Linked DNA regions of Mus musculus: region 1 is linked to region 2. The links are chromatin contacts, called in public HiChIP or PLAC-seq maps. All regions are on one chromosome and are shown on one strand. The core of a region is the stretch at or near the end of the contact, and the rest is flanking DNA. Distances in the headings are between cores, read along the strand shown. Region 1 has its middle 7.8 kb from the start of Gm30941. Region 2 has its middle 57 kb from the start of Gm42327.

Region 1 (3,092 bases), core at 522-3,021, 670 kb before region 2:
AAACACAGACACATACACAAACATACATATACATATACACAAATGTATAGGCACATACATAAACACAAACACATAAAATAAATAAATCTTTAAAATAAAATAAAACAATTCCAGCCAGGACAGGAGATGGCTCAGATGTAAAGTCCTTGCCCAGCAACTGTAAGGACATGAGATTAGATTCCCAGGATTCAGGTAAAATGCCAATATGGTGTGTGTGTGTGTGTGTGTGTGTGTGTGTGTGTGTGTGTGTGTACACGCAGTGAAATGCCTCAGCACCTAACAGCATTTGCCAAGCAAACCTGACAGCCTGCATTTGAGCCTCAGAAACCGTGTAAAGATAGGAGAGAATTGACTCCTGACAGTGTCCTGTGACTTCCCACACCTGCATGTGCGCATGCGTACACACACACACACACACACACACACACACACACCAGCAGATGGGTCCACAGAAGGTTGAGGACTAGCTAGCCTGGCCTCTGAAGTTCCAGGTCAATGAGAGACACAGTCTCAAAAGGTAGAAGGCCCCTGAGGACAACGGCCAAGGTTGTCGTCTGACCCCTACACTCTCTGTGCGAACTCTCCACCAATAGACACAGAGAAACGATTATTCTGGCTGTAGCGGTCACTTTACTTTTAGGACTCTGACAGGCTAGGGGTGGGGCTCAGTAACAGGGGGGGTGCCTCATATGCATAAGGCCCTGGGTTCCACTCCTAGCACTGGGTGTGGGGAGGTGGGATGGGAAAGGCTCATAATGGTTTGACAAACAAACCAACAAACAAAATAGTGTCTGTGTCCTAGAAGTTTGAAAAACAAGCAAAAATTTAGTGTCTGTGTTCCACTTTGCCCCAGTGACCCCCCCCCCATCTTTTTGTCTGTGCTGGAGACTGAACCCAGGCATCCACAATACACGTTTGACCACAGATCTTTGGCCCAGCCTTGAGTCAGAACCTTTGTAATGGGCCCAAGGTCTGTTTTATTTGCTCTTAGACGTTCTCCAGCTCTGGAGCTGGGGACCCCTTTGATGGGTGTGGGGGGTGGGGGATGGGAGGTGGGAGGTGAGAGTGTGGGTGGGGTAGAGGATGGGTTAGCCGAACACACGGAGACTAGGGTGTGATGCAGGCTGAGGGTCCCCACATAGGGACTTCGCAAAGCAGCTGCTGCCACTTGTGGGTCTGTGGCAACCGTGCACCTGCTTCTCGTCAGGTGTCTCATCCCTCCAGCCAAGGCTGAGTCAGCTTGTCCTTGAAGAACCAGGTGGAAGAAGAAAGGAAGAAACCTTGAAGAGAGGAAGAAACCTTCTGTCAGTGGAGACCACTGAGGTATACAGGGGTGCAGGGACTTGGCCAAGGCCCCAGCCTTTAAGAAGACAAATCTAGTCTGGGTCTCTGCTGTAATTCTAGCACCGAGCTGAGACACGGACAGAGAAAAGCACTCTGTGTAAAGATCCCCCTGACGGTCCTCGTGGCCTTCTCTCTCTCCCTCTGTCATTGCTTCACGAGGGGGATATTGGGATATTGGTCTGGTTTCTAGAGGTTGAGTCCTGGGCGGGGCAGGCTCCAGGGTTGCTGAAAGCTGTCTGGCGTCCCCACCTGGGAGAGGGTCCCTGGTGAACACACTGCTTAGTTTCGGTCCCAGGTCCCTGCATGCTCTGTAGCCCTGCCCTGTCAGCTGAGAGGGTGGAAAGGAGGCACCCAGCCGCTCCCAGCTCTGGGCTGGGCCATGGAGCTGGCCAGCACCTGCTCAGAGCCTCTCCCACCTCTGTGGTAGCACCCACTTCCTTCCCCCCTCACTCCTCTGATTGGCCAAGGGGATCTCTAGAGGAACCTGAGAAAGCCTGAGTCAGGTTCCTGCCCTGGGGGTTCCCTCCCTGTCTCTGTGTTCTGGGTTGGCTGCCTTTTCCTTAGGGGAAGTGACTATAGGCACACAGTCCTTAGTAGCCCAACTGTGCTGACTGTAGCTTGTCTCTCCCACTGCAGTCCCTACCCTGGAGGAAGAGAGAAGAGCTTTGTAGCCCTGACGATGGCGCTGGTCCCTAAGCAGGAAAGAGCCTGACCCCTCCCCAGCTGGAACCCAGAGCTGACTCAGGAGAGGTTTGTAGACCTGGAAGCCAGGGCAGAGAGCCAACAGCTGGCTTTGACAGTGTGCAAAGAGCCAAGTGTCCTGAGGGTGTGGCATGCTCACCCCTGCCCTCCTCCCTGCCACAGGATGCTCCTCCTCCTCCTCAGTCAGCTCCACACTCCTTCCAGGAAGCCCTCTCAGATTGACCCTACCACCCTGCTCGCCCTATCCTCTGTGAAGCAAGAGGAAGAGAGGACCCTGAGAAAATGAGCATAAGAGTGAACGACTTCTAGATACTAATGCGGGGCAGAAGGGCTCTCAAGTCCTTGCTCATAGCATTGGGCTCCTCTTTGTGGGTAATTCCCTCCCCATGCATGAGTCAGACATACATACATGCACACACACGTACACACATGTGTGTAAACATACACAGACCCACACATATATACACATACATACATGTGCGTACACACACATAATGCACACACTCATGTGCACACACACACATATATATACACACATACACATGTGCATGCACACATACACACACATATAAGCACATGTGCGTACACATGTACACACCCACATATATATGCACATACATACATACATGTGCAGGCACACATACACATACAAACATGCACACACAAACTCATGTACACACAGACACACACACACACATACATGTGTGCGTGCTCACACAAGGACACACACAGAGACACCTCTATCATTATATTTTAGATTTGAACAGATATTTCCAAAGTATGTTTTGGAAGTAACTCTGCATTCACAGTTACCCAGCTGCAAAGCAACCCACTAGGGCCATGAGACGCCTGTGGTCATAGATTTGGCAGCCTAGGATCTTGGGCTCAATCAAGTCCCTATGCTGCAGGCCTTCTCAGAACCTTTAGTGGTAAATAGACTTCCCAATTTCCCAGCACCTGCAGTTTTCCAAATGTACATGGCCTTAGAATTGTGTATCTTGGCTGGGCGTTGGTGGCACATGCCTTTAATCCCAGCACTTGGGAGG
Region 2 (3,048 bases), core at 499-2,998:
TGAATTTTTTAAATGTGTTTCTGAGGATCAAACTCAAGACCTCAGGCTATCAAGACAAACACTTCATCAGCCGAGTGAACCATCTCCCCAGCTCCTGAACTTACCATTTCTATCCTTATACAGAGACAGCAGAATGGGGCACATCCTTAAAACACCATCAAACCAACAGACGAAAATGCTACACATCTCAAAGTGATAGAAAAAGCAGGTGTCTGATATGGTCCCTCTGACAGAGGCATCTCACCGGCCCTCTTCCACAGGGTGAGTCTATTTCCCAGTCAAGTATAACGCCAAGATTCAGGAGGGTAGAAAATTGTTCCAGGTTCCTGCAGACAGTGCTTTATTTGTATGCAAAACACAAACACACACACACACACTCGCGCGCGCACACACACACACACACGGATACACAAGCACACACAGACATACAAGTTCACACCAAAGCTGGGCCCCAAGGACACATTTCCTGGGCCCTGCTCACGTGTGGCTTGGAATATCCTTTATGTCTGGATCCTGCACATCCTAAGTTCACAATGAAGCCATCAGGAAGGACTTTGCTATCCCTGTCCAAGGCTCTATTTTCCCAATTGAGGTAGACAAGCAAAAAAAAAAAAAAAAAAAAAAAAAAAACCCTACACAAGGCCAAGGCCACAGACTTAATACTCTTTCCATGTTTCTGGGCTTGCAGCCTAAGTTGGAGGCTCCTGGAGAAGTCACACAGTCTCTCAAGCTTGTGGAGATCCCAGACCATCTGCTCCCTGAGCATCCGCGGACTGTTGGCCATGTGCCGCTCCGGGTCACCTGACTTGCCTCCCCACCAAGCTGCTTGCTTTGCAGAACGTCCTGTTTAATGTTTTATCTCTCCCATTATTGATTCAGCCCCGCACTCCCTGCCCGGTCTGACCAAGTAAGCCAGGAGCGTTTGTGTAATGTCAACTTCATCAAAAATGTAGGAGCTGGTGTTTATTCGTCTGCATAAACCTAGACGGTTTAAGTCGGCGGTTTCAGCGAGCCAGGGAGGACACTGGCAGCCATGGGCTGGTTGCTCTGAAGTGAAGCTGGGTTTCCAAAGATCTGAGAGCGGGGAGCAGCACACCCCAGCCCCTCCGGGTGGGATGAGTTGTTTCGGTGGTGGTGGTGGTGGTGGTGGTGGTGGTAGTTTGTGTGGCTGGGTTTTTGTTCTGTTCTTTTTCTGAGGTGAGGCAGGTTTCACTCTGGGATCTTCCTGCCTCCACTCCCCACAGCCAAGACTGGGGACACCTGTCGCAGATCTAGCTGTATGCTGTGTGCTTCTATTTCCAAGGATTTGGATTTGGGGCTTTTGTTTTGTTTGTTTTGTTTTTTAAGGCCTGTATGTCTATCTATTCAAAGGGGGAAAAAAAAACACAGGCAGGAAGGATCAGCGTTGACGATGCCATCCCAGCCTGCGGTTTCTCCTTTTCTATTTTCTGCGCACCTGAATTAGCTACGTTCTGTTTCTGGTGCAATGCAGAATGGGCATGTCCTTGTGTCCCACTCTCCAAAGAATTAGGCAGAGAACCTCAAAATATTTCCCACTGGACCTCTTCCATCATCCCAGCTGGGAAATTCAGCACCTCTTAGTCCCTGAGTCACCAGAGAACCATGAGACTGTATAGCACTATCTGGCTTGTGGTAAGAGCCAAGAAATCTCATGCAGTGTCCCCAGATGGCCACCAGTGTCCACGCTCCCTCCTGCTGGGAGTATGTGTACCCAGCCCTTTAGGGAAACCAAGCTATGCCAGCCTGGATGTTCTCATACCCATAGAGGTCACACTAGTGTGCACTCTGGCTGTGAAGGCCCAGGAGGCAGGGTGCTAATGGTAACCATGGCAACAAACTCCCCCTCCACCTAAGGAGTTTCCCATCTGATTGGGGGCTTTCTGACAGCCAGGGCACCCCGGTAAGGAGATACATGGGACACAAACAACAACAAAAAAACAGTTGGGCAAAAGCCCCCAAAGTCCCAGCTTTTGACAGCCAGAATCCCAAAGGCCACCAAGCCAGGGAAGGGAAAAGCAGCGGGCAGTGGCCTAGGAAGACCAGTGTACCAACCAGAACAGGCAGACTTCTGGACTGCGCTTCCCTGATTGGTCCTGTTTATAATCTTATTTACATACCAGAAGTCAGCTGATCATGGCCCAGCTGACATGCCATGAACTTGGATGGTCCACGGATGAGCAAGAGGTGAATAGAGCCTGACAGGGGAGGACGAGGAGAATGCCAGAGGCATTGGAAGCTCCTGGAGCCCCAGGCTCCTGTGCCAAGCAGGGAGGGCACTGGGGCTCCAGCCAGCATCCTGGATGCAAACATTGGTACAAATAGGTGAGAGTCGTTCATTCCTGCCTCTCAGACCCCACACTTCAGCTGCAGATGCCAAAGCTGCTCTCACCTTCAAGACCTGCCAGAGACAGGATGCCTGCTGCTCCTGCTGCTCCTCCTCCTCCTCCCGCTGCTCCTCCTGCTGCTGCTCCTCCTCCTCCCGCTGCTCCTCCTGCTGCTGCTCCCCCTGCTCCCGCTGCTCCTCCTGCTGCTTGCTGCTCCCCTTGCTCCTGCTGCTCCTCCTGCTGCTGCTCCCCCTGCTCCCACTGCTCCTCCTGCTGCTTGCTGCTCCCCCTGCTCCCGCTGCTCCTCCTGCTGCTGCTCCCCCTGCTCCCGCTGCTCCCACTGCTCCTCCCGCTGCTCCTCCTGCTGCTGCTCCCCCTGCTCTCGCTGCTCCTGGTTTTCCTCCTGCTCCCGCTGCTCCTGTTGCTCCCTCTGGTGACCCACTTTCTGCAGAGTTGCTCTCAGTTGACACCCCGAATCTCTCTGAGAGCTTCTAAGGGCTGTAACTGTTCTCAGAGGTGTAACGGGCTTTGGGCTAGCATTTCTGGCTACCAAGAGTTCAAACTTGTTCTGTTTAAGTTGGCAGTTCCCACAAGGCTTAAAATTATCTAGTTTAGTGAAGGTTGTTAACCCTGAATCAAGAATAAACACTCCTGAACATTCCGTGTTGTCTAACCACTTCATTTTTGGAAGGAAGGTGGACAA

What was found. HiChIP or PLAC-seq counts read pairs in DNA pulled down with a chosen protein or histone mark.
Region 1: a contact with region 2 is called in an HNF4G HiChIP or PLAC-seq map of pancreatic cancer cells. The contact joins two enhancer-like sites. A contact is called at or near these places in 1 of 15 datasets of contacts at CTCF or cohesin (large pre-B cells) and 1 of 115 datasets of contacts at active chromatin or transcription factors (pancreatic cancer cells).

The regions. Positions count from the first base shown.
Region 1 is chr4:135,660,285-135,663,376 of GRCm38.p6, reverse strand. No RefSeq gene overlaps it. Among named protein-coding and RNA genes, the nearest start is that of Gm30941, 7.8 kb to the right of the region's middle. Within about 2 kb of position 1,771, at least 69 of the 459 cell types and tissues checked have an H3K27ac peak or open chromatin away from gene starts, as enhancers often do. A contact at or near this core is called in pancreatic cancer cells, where this site is marked.
Region 2 is chr4:134,993,016-134,996,063 of GRCm38.p6, reverse strand. No RefSeq gene overlaps it. Among named protein-coding and RNA genes, the nearest start is that of Gm42327, 57 kb to the left of the region's middle. Within about 2 kb of position 1,748, at least 25 of the 459 cell types and tissues checked have an H3K27ac peak or open chromatin away from gene starts, as enhancers often do. A contact at or near this core is called in pancreatic cancer cells, where this site is marked.